3 separate regions of the Sus scrofa genome follow, and regions 1 and 2 are each linked to region 3. A link is a contact called in public Hi-C data. All regions are on one chromosome and are shown on one strand. Each heading gives the region's core, a stretch centred on a gene start, on an enhancer-like site or on the middle of the called end of the contact. The rest is flanking DNA. Distances are from core to core; before and after follow the strand shown.

Region 1 (4,275 bases), core at 961-3,460, 65 kb after region 3:
AGCTTCCACCCCACTCTCCCTCCTCTGCAGTGAGCCTCACCCCTGTTTTCTCCATCTTTTCCTGGGCCTGTCTTTCTCTGCATCCAGGCTGGTGTCTGCCCTGGGCCGTACACCCTTTTGGCCCAAGTCCTGATGCCCAGCACAGGGCATCTGCTATGGATCCTCATAATCTTGGGGTGCTTGTGGCTCTAGGTTGTCCAACAACCCACTGACTGCGGCAGGTGTGGCCCTGCTGATGGAGGGGCTGGCGGGAAACACCTCCCTAAAACACCTGTCTCTGCTGCACACGGGCCTCGGGGACGAGGGCCTAGAGCTGCTGGCTGCCCAGCTGGACCGTAACCAGCAGCTACAGGAGCTGAACGTGGCCTACAATGGTGCTGGTGACACAGCGGCCCTGGCCTTAGCCAAGGCTGCCCGGGAGCACCCTTCCCTGGAGCTGCTGCAGTGAGTCTGGCCCCGGTCCCATTGCCCCGCCCCACCCTTGGTGATAGGCTCTTATCCTGTCCTGATTCTCCACCACATTTCTCTTAGGGTCCTAGTGGCCCTGGCCTCACTGAATTCTGCCTCCCACTGACCGCCACCCGGCATCTCTGGCTATGGCAGACACCCCATCACATTCCACAGGCAGGGGATGAGATGTGAGACCCCTCCCTCTGCCCACCCTCCCTCTGCCCCTCCTTCTCAGAGCCCTGCTTGTGGCATCTGCTCTTCTCTCTCCCCTCTAGCCTCTACTTCAACGAGCTGAGCTCAGAGGGCCGGCAGGCCCTGCGGGACATGGGCAGTACCACGGAAGGCGGTGCCCGGGTCGTGGTGTCACTGACGGAGGGGACAGCAGTGTCCGAATACTGGTCGGTGATCCTGGGTGAAGTCCAGCGGAATCTCAACAGCTGGGATAGGGGCCGGGTCCGGCGCCACCTTGAGCTGCTGCTGCGGGATCTGGAAGATAACCGGGGAGCCACCCTTAATCCTTGGCGTAAGGCCCAGCTGCTTCGAGTGGAGAGCGAGGTCAAGGCCCTCCTGGAGCAGCTGGGAGGCCCAGGAACCTGAGACAGTGGCAGCAGGCACCTGGTTGTGTGTCCCTTGGCCCCAAGCCCCTTCGGTCTGTGGCCTCCTGGCTTGTACTATCGCTTCTAGAAAGAGCCCCTCAGGGCTGGAGGCAAAAGAAGGGGCGCAGCTGTGCCACTTACCCTCCTGGGGCATGTCCAACCAATGTTCTCAAGTCTGGAGTTTCCAGGGACATGTTAGGAGGACTGGAGGATGTGGCATTTTGGTGGCCATATTGCTGTGTAGCACCACCACCAACCTTGCCCCTGCCACCTCTCAAGGAGCCTCGGATTGTGCCACCAGGGGGCACACTTCTTACATCAGCCTTGCCGTCGGTGTTGCCATCCAGATGTGGTGAGGGCCTCGGAGTCCTGTTTTTATGCTTTCTGTGGACACTCAGGATGCCAGCAGCCACTTTCCTCTCTCACTGGTGCTGTTACCTCATCCTCGTACCCCCTTTATCGCAATGGTACTTAAGCTCAGGGGCCCCTAGGAGCTTGGGCGCTGATTTGTTGCAATTAAAGAGCTGTGTCTTCCATCTACTGTGGCCTCTTTGCCTGGTGCTTTCAAGAAAGGGTACTATTCTTGATCATTCCATTTAAACTATTGACCACTTTTTTTTTTTTTCTTTTTTCGGGCCACACCCGAGGCATATGGAAGTTCCCAAGCTAGGGGTCAAATTGGAGCTACAGCTGCCGGCCTACACCACAGCCACAGCGACATGGGATCCGAGCTGCATCTGCGACTTACACCACAGTTCAAGGCAATGCCAGATCCCTAACCCGCTGAGTGAGGCCAGGGATGGACCCTTCATCCTCAGGAATCCTCGTCGGGTTTGTTAGCAGCTGAGCCACGAAGGGAACTCCCCGACCACTGTCTGTTGCAAATATTTCTTGGGCCCTAGGTTCAGAGGCAGTGAGGTTGGGGTTGGGGGGGTATAAACAGGATATTGGGGTCATGCTGGGCCATAAGGTTCCTGTCCCCAGGCTTGGAATTGCAGTGACCAGTAATCTACCCTTCTCTGCACAGACGGGGAATGGGGAGAGCAGCAGAGCCTCCTGAGAAAGGTGGGGCTCAGGAACAGGGGCAGGAGGGACTTCCACACTTCCCCAGAGGACAAGACTCTCCTCCCGTTAACCATTACCCGACTGCTTCCAAGGCAGCGTCTTGGAGGAGGCGGGACATGGGGGGGGGTAGGTGGGAGGATCAGCTGGTTTCGATGGACCTTGTCCCTGCACTGAGCACTGGCTCGCTGATCCAACCATGGAGGCAGCTGCAGGTAGGAGGCTGGGAGAAACCCTCTGGAGGGGACTTTCAGGCAGAGGGCAGATTGGAAGGCTTTGGGACAAGGACACCCTTGGTTGAGGGCTTGGGGCCCTGAGGAAAAGAGACCAGAGGTTAGGGGAGGAGAGGTGATTGGGTAAATGTGTCTTCCTGGTCCACGCCCTGTACGGATATGCTCAGATTTCTGCCCCAAGGACCGGGCTGGGGAGGGGAAAGAAGGGGAAGGGAGGACCCTTTTGGAGCAGAACAGAGGGGGCAAGTCCTGAATTTGGGGTTCACCTAAGTCCTTTGAGTTGACCATGGAAGAGAGGTCTCGGGGGGCAGAATGTGCCTCTCCTCCTCTCATCCCTTCTTTGCCCTGCAGATCTTCAGGAGACAGTGTCCTTGGCCCTGTAAGTGCCCTGCTATGAGGGGCTGGATCAAGGCGAGGAGGGAATTGGAGGTGGGGAAGCTCTTCAGCTGTCACTGGCCTGGCAGGGCGAGCCCGGGACCCAAGTCCAGATGCCAGCTTTCTCCTACCCTTGCCTCCCTGCAGGAAGTTTGAGTTTAACCCAAAGCTGGGCATTGATAATCCTGTCCTCTCCCTGGCTGAAGACCTCGATCCTTCTGGTAACCTCCCCCCACCCCAACCCCAGGGCAAGCATTTTTTCCCTCCCAAAGTCATCAGGGCTCCAAACAGTGTCCCATCTCCTTGGGAGTCACTCGGTCTCCCACTGATAACAGGCCTGGTGAGGAGTAATTGTGAGGAGGTGGAAGGGGACCAGGAGTTTCCCTCTGTCCCCGCCACTCTGCTGGGGGGTGTTCAGCCCCACTGCCCGATACCTCACTGAGCAGAAGCCCACCCAGTGTCCAATCACAGGGGCAGGCTCTGCCAGGCACAAAGTGACTTGTACTTGGGCTATGTCCCCTCTCCTCCCCCTCTTACACTGCCCGCCTCCCCTTCCAGATCCCTGGAGTCTGGACCGGCCTCGCTTCTGTCTGCTGAGCAAAGAGGAGGGCAAGAGTTTTGGTTTCCACCTGCAGCAGGAGCGGGGCAGGACAGGGCATGTGGTGTGCAGGGTGGAGCCAGGCACCTCTGCCCAGCACCAGGGTCTTCGGGAAGGAGACCGGATCCTGGGGGTGAACAACCACGTTGTGGAACATGAAGACCATTTGGTGGTGAGGTTGGGTTGGGACCCCCCTCAGGCAGATGGAAGCCAGGTGGTCACCTCCCTGGGTATATGGGGGGTCAGGAGCCAAGCCTCGGACTCCCCCACTCCCCAGGATGTGGGGGTGCCCAGGTCAGACCTGTTGGGTGAAGGCCTCCAGAGAGCTGGTTCCCACAGTGAAGTGTAGCTTCCAGGAAGCGGGAGCTGGCAAGAGGGGCCAGCCCCAGCCCGCCGCCCTGCCCACCGCCCTGCCCACCGCCCTGCCCGCTGCCCTGCCCACCATTCAGGTGATACGCCGCATCCGGGCCAGCGGGCCTCGGGTGTTGCTGACAGTTTTGGCGAAGCATGTGCATGATGTGGCCCGAGCTCAGCGGGGGAATGGTGCCCATCTCTGTCCTACTCTCGGCCCGGGGGTCCGGCCTCGACTGTGCCACATAGTGAAAGACGAGGGTGGCTTTGGCTTCAGTGTCACGCAAGGTGAGCTTAGAGCTTGGGAGAGGTCAGGAGGGGGATCCTGGCCCTGCTCTGGGCAGGCAGCGGGCAGAAACTTTCTGTCTGTGCTTCAGGACGTTGGGGTCCTTTCTGGTTGGTGCTGAGCACTGGAGGAGCAGCTGAGCGGGCAGGGGTGCCCCCTGGGGCCCGACTGCTAGAAGTGAATGGGGTCAGTGTGGAGAAGTTGACACACAACCAGCTCAGCAAGAAGGTACAGCTGTCTGTTTCCCATTCTTCTTCACATTCCGCGCTGGGCCTGGGCCCCGCCTTAGGACACAGACTCCTCTCCCACACGCCTACTCTCCTG
Region 2 (4,276 bases), core at 1,377-3,876, 110 kb before region 3:
GCCAGATCCTTAACCCACTGAGTGAGGCCAGGGATCAAACCCATGTCCTCATGGATACTAGTTTGGTTCATTACCACTGAGCCACAACAGGAACTCAAATAAATAAAACTGTCCCTTTGCCTGTTTTGTAGCTTGACCCTATTAATTAGCAGACTGTTAGCTGCATGCTTCCCAGGCTTCTTCCTAGTTGTGGGCATGCTGACCACTTAATTTTAATTAAGTTAACATCTTGATGATTTTAACAATTTGACGAACATGTGTAGAACTTTTCTGCTAGTTTGAACAAGTCAGGTATGACCAAGACACATCTCTGCACTTCAGGAGATTCTTAACTACTGGGCTTTCCACTGGCTGCTAAACAAAAAGCAATAGGATGAGCAAAGGACCTTGGAATTGAAAATAAACTCTGCAGTATCCACTCTAGACATCTTCACAAAAGGGATGACATTTCATTCATTCAATCATGAATTGATCTAAGAGCTTATAAATAGATTGAAAGCTTACCACATTCCAGACAAAGTCACCAGCCGTATGGAAATTTCATTCTAGTTCATCTTTCAGAGCCCTATATAATAGAAAGAATTTATCAGGCAGAGGGAACCAAAGGCTAGAGATGCTAAAGTACACAGGAGCAAAAGGACTGCAGGACTATTGCCTGGAGGAGAGTGTGGAGGAGGGAGGGGGAAGGGGGAACAAGTGGGAGACAAGACTGAAAAGGAGGTTAGGAAACCTAGTGTTAAAAAATCATGCTGCAAAATTTAGATATTTCCTGAAGGCTGTTTAGAGACATTAAATTAATCAGGAAAGTCACTTTAGAGACTTTAAGACCAGAGTCTGAGTATCCATGAGGACGCAGGTTTGATCCCTGGCCTTGCTCAGTGGGTTGGTGATCCAGTGTTGCTGTGACCTGCAGTGTAGGTCACAGATGTGGCTTAGCTCCCAAGTTGCTGTGGCTGTGGTGTAGGCCAGCAGCTGCAGTTCCAAATCAACCCCTAGCCTGGGAACCTCCATATGCCACTGGTACAGCCCTAAAAAAAAAACAAAAAACAAAAAAAACCAACCAACCAACCAAACAAACAAACAAAAACGGAAAATGGATCACATATGGTAGAGGCCTGAGTGTAAAGGGAAGCTTCAACAGGAAGTCAAGACCTGAAGGGGAGTCTGACTACTTTCTGGGTCTGAATTATGTAGTTGACTGTATACACCCACAGACATTGTAACCCATCCAGGTTAATGCACCAGCACCAGCAACAAATCTTTTTTTTTTTTTTGGCAGCCAAAAAAAAGGCATAAGATCCTAGGCCAGAGATTGAACCTGCACCACAGCAGTGACTCCAGCCACAGCAGTGACAACACTAGATCCTTAATCCACTGAGCCACCAGAGAACTCCACCGTTAACAAATCTAAGGAAAGCTAGGGACACCATACCAGCTTTATTTGCTCATCTTTCAAGTAAGGTCTGGGCTAGGACCCAGTCTTTTTTTTGGAGGGAGCTCTAGGGTAGAGATGATAGTCTGGGGATTTTAGCCCTGTGAAGGAGCAATTTACCTTAGGTCTGAAAGGAGATAGGAAGGCAGTTGACTCTGGGAGAAGTGGCTTATGAAGAATTAGTAAAATTCCTCTAGATTAGCAGGTTTACCGTTTTTTGTTTTTTGGGTTCCTTTTACTGCACCCTGGGCAGGCGGAAGTTCCCAGGTCAAGGATTGAAGCTGCACCACAGTAGAGACCAGAACTCTGGGTCCTTAACTTGCTGTGCTATAAGGAAACTCCGAGCATGTTTACAGATTAAAAATGTCTTCTCTTAGCAATGATTCTGCAACCTTTTTGGCTTTGCCATTACATCTTTACAGGAGCAATGCTCAGAACACCCCATGGTGGTATGAGTGTGATTAGGTCTCAGATTAGGCCTTCAGTTTGTGTTCCCAACAGCCAGCTGGTACTGCCTCTGCCACTTTACACCTGTGCAACCTTCCATAGAATTACTTCCTCCTTCACGCCTCAGTTTCCTGCTTGCAAAATGCCAGTAAGGATAGTCATCCCATTGGGTTATTCTGAGGATTACATGAGGTAGTTTTTTGGGGGGGTTTGCAATTTTTTTGCTTTAGCATATGGAAGTTCCCAGGCTAGGGGGTCCAATCAGAGCTGTAGCTGTTAGCCTACAGGATCCGAGCCGTGTCTGCCACCTACATCACACCTCACGCCAACCGGATCCTTAACCCGTTGAGCAAGGCCAGGGATGGAACCCGCGTCCTCATGGATCCTAGTCAGGTTCATTACCCGCTGAGCCACGAAGGGTCCTCCTACGTGAGGTAGTTAACAAAAGCTTTGGACACACACTGAGCACCCTATTAAACACTAGTTATGATTGTTACATTGTCTGTATTGGTCCTTGTCTGTGTCCCAACCTGCGCGCTCTTTCCCCGCATCTGCACAAGCGAAATCGACCACCTCATCCGAACACACAGCACTAGGTGACTAGACGACTGGCTGGGTTTGCGCGCCGTGAGGCAGCCAGGAGAAAACCCGCGCAGCCGCAGAAGGGCTTGCAGTGGCGCCTGCCCTCCACTGGGGGCAGATGGGTTCGCCCCGCCCCCTAGAGGTCAGAGGTCACCGGACGGCAAAGGAGCAGCTCCGCATCGCGGATCCCGAGTCCCGCGCCGATGGCGCCGGCGCAGCGCTGCCCTCTTTGCCGCCAGACTTTCTTCTGCGGTCGCGGGCACGTCTACAGCCGCAAGCACCAGCGGCAGCTGAAGGTGGCTTTGGAGCGGCTCTTGCCGCAGGTGCGGACAGGAGGCCGGAGGGGACCATGGAAGCCCGGGGGCGGGGATGCGAGCGAGCAGGGAGGGCCGGAGGGCTTGGGATCTGAAAGTCCCGCCGGGGTTCCACTTAGCCTCTCCCCCTTTCTGCCACAGGTAGAGGCTGCCCGCAAGGCGATCCGCGCCGCTCAGGTGGAGCGTTACGTGCCCGAGCACGAGCGCAGCTGCTGGTGCCTGTGCTGCAGTTGTGAGGTGCGGAAACACCTGAGCCACGGAAACCTGACCGTGCTGCACGGGGGGCTCCTGGAGCATCTGGCCAGGTGAGCGCCGTGTCAGGAGCCGCATAACAAAATCGAGCACACTTGTGGAAGGGAGGGTTTGGGGTGGGTGAGAGGAAGAACGCTTTTGTGATTTGATCAGGGTAGATAATTGAATCCTCTTATAGGCATCAAGGGTAGCAAGTTTATGGCTGCCATGGTCCCAGTGGTGTTGGAGGTCTAGCTCGAAAGCCAGCTGAGCAGCTGCCTCAGACAAGGTTGCTGCCCATCACTTCCTCTCAGATTCTTCCATTTTTATTGGGAGGAGACTGGAGATGCTGGAAGAGACTACTAACAGCATACATCTCTCAGCCTTGCCCAGAGGCAGAAACCCAGACGTCAATTTGCATTATTTATTTAATGCCTATATATCTGAGTAATATTCTTTAATCTCTCATTGAGATTACTTATCCTCTCCAACCTCAGCCCAGAGCACAAGAAAGCAACCAACAAATTCTGGTGGGAGAACAAGGCTGAGTTCCAGATGAAAGAGAAGTTTCTGATCTCCCCCCAGGATTATGCACGGTAAGTCCCTGGTTATGAATGATTAAGTGGCAGAGTGTGGATTTTCTGGGTCTGTGTTAGGTACTGGAGCTTCGTCTATTCATTAGAAGTATGGTGGACCTCATTAGTATCCATTTTCTTCGTAGCACTCATTCTAGGCACTATTTTGGACACAAAAAAACTATGACAGAGTCCTTGAAAGGTTTATAATCTAGTTAGGGCATGGGATTTAGTGTATTGAGCCAATAGAGAACAGCATGTAATGAAAGTTGGCAGTAAGCAATTACTTAATGTGTGACAGAGAGACTACTAAGGTCCTTTAGGAACAGAAGAGGCTATTTTCTTCCTTTTTTCCATTCTCCTTTATTCTAAAAACACCTAGTTTGTTGCAACCTCATAGATCAAAAAATAAAGTCAGAAAAGGGTGTGGGGAAGATCTTTGTAATGTGCAGGGGTTGGGAAAGGAGAAACGGTTGGTAACCCGTCCTCTCCTTGCACACGCAGCCCTGGCTAGGCAGTAGGGGATCTGAGAAGGAAATAGGCAAAGATCTAGGGTTGCTGAGGGTTGGAGGCGGCCCCTAAACACAGAGCTTACCCCAAAAGCCCCTTCAGTGCATGACAGGGAAGATGAGATTCAGAGATGGAAGCAGCAAACAGAAAAATCAAGTTAGCAGTTACACAGGAGAAGTGGAGTC
Region 3 (4,156 bases), core at 523-3,022:
GAAGTGACAGAGCTGTATTGGGGAAATATAGGAAAGGGATGTCCAGAAAGACTTCCAGGAAAAAGAAGCATCTTCCTTGAGACCAGAAGAATGAGTAGGAATCAGTCATAGTGGGAAGGGGAGGGGAAGATTGTTCCAGACAGAGGAAACAGCAAGTACAAGGCAGGAAAGGAAAGGCAACTAGGTGTGCTGGAGACACTGAAAGCAATTTGGGGTTGGAGAGCAGAGACTGAAAGCAAGAAGCACTCAGGATACACACGGTTGGAGAGAAGTATGCAGGACCCAGATACTGAAGGATCTGTTGTGGTCTCTGCATGCAGGTGGAAAAAGAATCTGGACTTAAACCAAGATGTGTGGGGAGTTCCCGTCATGGCTCAGTGGTTAACAAATCTGACTAGGAACCATGAGGTTGTGGGTTCGATCCCTGGCCTTGCTCAGTGGGTTAAGGAGAGCTATTGCCATGAGCTGTGGTATAGGCCGAAGATGTGGCAGATAGGCCATTGGCTATAGCTCCAATTAGACCCCTAGCCTGGGAACCTCCATAAGTGGTTTCTAGAAAAGAAAAACAAATAAACGAAAAACAAAACCGAGATGTAGAAAAGACAAGTTTATTAAGGCAAGGGACACTGCTAACACAGTGGGCCAACATCCTGATAACCAGGAAGAGCTGACTCTGGGCACATGGTTTTATAGCCCAAAGACAAAAGAGTACAAGGAGTGCTCTTGCCATACACCTGTTGGCCTGCTGATTGGTAGGGGAAGAAAGGGGTCTTCTGATACATTTCCTGGTTGGTTGGGAAAGGATAAGGTCTTTGGATACACTTGCTGGTTGGCTGGAGGCATATGTTGCCTATAGGGGCGTCCTAAGGAGCGAGCTACATACCTTTTCTAGTGGGGGGCAGGAAGGAGTAGGCCAGGTTAACCCAGGAGAGGAGGTGAGGAGTGAGCCACATACCTTTCCTTGCAGGGGGCAGGCAGGAGTAGGCCAAGTTGCTGGGTGGGGAGGTCCTTAGGAACATTGTAACAGTTACAGCGACACAGGTGGGCTGATAAGGGTCTGGCAATTCTATTTGCTGGAGGCTTGAGTTTTATTTCCTTGGAGAAGCCTTGCGTCCCACAGGATCTAGAAAACCTTAGTATGGGTTTTCCAGACAGCAAAATGCCCTTGAGCGATTAAAACAGGGCAGTGGTTTGATCAGATTTGCTCTTTGTAAAGATCACCTTGAGAATAATTTGGGGGGAAGCAAGAGTGCTCGCAGTGGAACCAGTTAGGTTAGCATAGACACCTGGGTTGAAGGACGTTAATGGACTAGAGAGGGGGCGGCAAAGATTAAGAACCAGGGGTGATTTCGAGATCCTGTGTTTTTATGGGGTAGAATTCACAGGATCTGGCAATGGATTGGATGTGACGTGTGAAGGAGAAATCTGGCTGACTGCCGGTTTTCTGACTTGAAGGCGCCGTTTCCACCGAGCCGCGCGTGACACGCAGAGGTTTGGGGGGAAAAGGGGATGGCGGAAGGAATACTGCTATTTAAGAAACAGTAAGATCAAGAAGGCGAAGAACCCCCAGTTTGGGCTCAGCGGTGCTGGCTGTTCTGAGGATCGAGCTTTGCACACCTCCTACTCTGCCTCCCCCTTGTCCTTGGTCTCACCGCCCACGCGGCTAGCTAGCGCTTTAAGCAACTGAGCTGGGAGACCCCACGCGGCGCCCAACCCGAACCCTGCGCATGCCCAGTGGGTGCCGTGTGCCGAGCCTGCGCAGTTGGGGGAATTCGGGCCTTTGGGATCCCCATCAGCGCCCCGCCTGGAGCCGGGCGAAGCCCGCAGCGTTACCTTTCCTCGCGGCCCGCCGCCCCTCACTCCCGCCCCTTCCGTGTTTTGGTCGCGCACGGGTTCCGTCAGTCGCAGAGGCAATTGGCTGTTAGAGGGATCCGAGAATGGTGATTGGCTGCCTTTGGCCGTCGCTCTAGCGCCCTCCCGGAGACCGGGAGATCGTGCGAGGTGGGAGGAGAGCTGGGGACCCGGGAGCCGACAGGCGGTAAGTTGGGGACTCCGGGTTTGGCGGGGACAGCGTTGGGCAGCGCTCTGGCCGGCTGCCAAGGCCAGGCTCCTCTCCGGGCGCTTCGGCGAGTCTCCCTCTTGCAACTTGGCCACGCTAGTCTGCTTGGCGCATGCAGCGTCCCTGGTCCCCAACCCCGGTTTGAACCTCCATGCTTTGCCATCTGAGGCTTCGCTGTTGCTGAAACACGGTCGCCTCCACGCCTTAGGGGGAAGCTTGTGGAGCAGGCAGGGAGAGGTTTACCCGCTGGGGTGGTCTCCTTCCTTTTCTCCGAATTCTACCACTGCTCCAGGGGCCCTGTCCCCATCGCTAAGGGCAAGCGTTCCCTGGCCACTGGGGCATCTTCCTGTCTAGCTCTCGATCCTCGCGCGCTTTGTTTTGGTCGTTGTCTAAACACGTCAGAGCCTTATCTCTTCGGCCAATTTGTGAATCCTTAGAAGGTTCTGAACCGGGTCACTCCTTTCTTGAATACCATTCAGCGTTCATTCGGTGCTTGCCTTACCGTTTATATTCTTTAAGTATGGGCTGATTGCTTATAACTATAACTCCTGATGAAAGGAAAGGTTAGGAATCCTTCCACTTGCCTTTTGTCGACCTTTTTGTAGAATTCATACTTAAATCATCTCACCCTCAGAAGCAAGAATATGAAGAGCCAACACTTGTTGAGTTCTAGCAGTGTGTTAGGCTATTATTTTAATATTCATTATCTGGTTTAATCCACACATCAATTCATTGAGACATGATTATTCCTATGCCATGTGGGAAACCTTGCTTTAAGTAACTTGCCTAAGGTCACAGAGCTAATAAATGTTGGAGTTTTCTAATCAGATCTGTTGAATCCCTCACCCATTACTGTGATATTAGTACCTTATTCTACATTTAAGAAAAGCTAGGTGATTTGTCCAAAAGTAAAGCAATAAGTTATAAATTTACTTTTAACATTAAAAGAACTCCTAGTAGGGTATGTGTTGGCCCTGCAGTTAGAACCGAACAGAGCACAGACCACACCTTCTAGAGCTCACAGCTTATTGGAGGACACTGACAAAATAGCTACTCAATAAAACATGCTTTGGGTATTATGTATATGGGTATGCTGTCTCTGAGGAATAGGGAATCAGACGAGAAGAGGTAAGACAGGCAGGTGTGGGAAGAGAATGGAGCAAACTCCCTGACTTTGAATTCTGTCTCCATCACTTCTTAGCTTTGTGATCTTAGGTAAATTACTTAACCTATCTGGGCTGTCTCCTCATCTCTGAAGTGGGACAATAATGGTACCGACTTCAATAGATTTGTTGTATTAGTGGGTTCTTCTATGTGTAAAACACTTAGGATAGTGCTTGGCATATAGTAGATACTAAATAGCTGTTATAGGAGTTCCCTGGTCGTCTAGTGGGTTAAGGATCTGGCGTTGTCACTGTCGTGACTTGGGTTAGTGCTGTGGCTCAGGTTTGACCGCTGGCCCAGGAACTTCCACATGCCATGGGTGCAGCCAAAAAAAAAAGAAAAAAGAAAAAAGAGGAGTTCCTGTGGTGGCTCGGCAGTTAATGAACCCAACTAATATCTGCGAGGACTTGGATTTGATCCCTGGCCTTGCTCAGTGGATTAAGGATCCAGTGTTGCTGTGAGCTGTGATGTAGGTTGCAGACACAGCTCAGATCCCTCATTGCTCTGGCTGTGGCATAGGCCAGCAGGTGCAGCTCCTATTTGACCCCTAGCCTGGGGACTTCCATGTGCCGTGGGTGTGGCCCTACAAAGACAAAAACAACAACAACCACCACCACAAAAAAAAGCTGTTATGTTATTCTAGGCTGAGCAAACTCATCAGGACAGGAAACTTGAACTCAGGTCTTTTGACAGCTGGTCCAGTGCCCTTTCCATTGTACAGGTTGCCTCAGAAGGCTGGTCCAGTGCCCTTTCCAGTGTACTCCTTGCCTACAGAAAGCTAAGTGTGACCAGATTAGTCACTTTGTCCTACAGCTGCCCAGGTAGAAACAAGCAGGGTACAGGAAAAGAAAGTAAAGAAGGCTGGGAGTCAGTGAGGAAGGGATTCTGGGAGCTTTGCCTAAGTTTCAAGTCATTCTAAATCTCTGGGTAGCC

What was found. Hi-C and Micro-C count contacts between places; a contact is called where the count stands out from the background.
Region 1: a Hi-C map of embryonic fibroblasts shows a contact between it and region 3, with 4 times the contacts expected there. The contact joins the promoter of PDZD3 here to the promoter of HINFP in region 3. A contact is called at or near these places in 5 of 47 Hi-C or Micro-C datasets (blood, embryonic fibroblasts and skeletal muscle) and 1 of 2 datasets of contacts at active chromatin or transcription factors (alveolar macrophages).
Region 2: a Hi-C map of liver shows a contact between it and region 3, with 2.7 times the contacts expected there. The contact joins the promoter of CCDC84 here to the promoter of HINFP in region 3. A contact is called at or near these places in 2 of 5 promoter capture datasets (fetal liver and liver) and 2 of 47 Hi-C or Micro-C datasets (liver and retroperitoneal adipose tissue).

Annotation. Positions count from the first base shown.
Region 1 is chr9:46,399,167-46,403,441 of Sscrofa11.1, forward strand. It overlaps PDZD3 (Na(+)/H(+) exchange regulatory cofactor NHE-RF4), which reads left to right and starts at 2,211. Exons shown (of 11, transcript XM_021062958.1): 1 at 2,211-2,323; 2 at 2,693-2,720; 3 at 2,864-2,937; 4 at 3,275-3,486; 5 at 3,764-3,953; 6 at 4,043-4,179. The coding sequence starts at 2,308. NLRX1 (NLR family member X1) reads left to right here. Exons shown (of 9, transcript NM_001204769.1): 8 at 193-444; 9 at 726-1,060. The coding sequence ends at 1,047.
Region 2 is chr9:46,227,784-46,232,059 of Sscrofa11.1, forward strand. CCDC84 (coiled-coil domain containing 84) reads left to right here and starts at 2,627. Exons shown (of 11, transcript NM_001244396.1): 1 at 2,627-2,784; 2 at 2,917-3,080; 3 at 3,504-3,602. The coding sequence starts at 2,665. It also overlaps the pseudogene LOC110255442.
Region 3 is chr9:46,334,358-46,338,513 of Sscrofa11.1, forward strand. It overlaps HINFP (histone H4 transcription factor), which reads left to right and starts at 1,773. Exons shown (of 10, transcript XM_005667424.3): 1 at 1,773-2,038.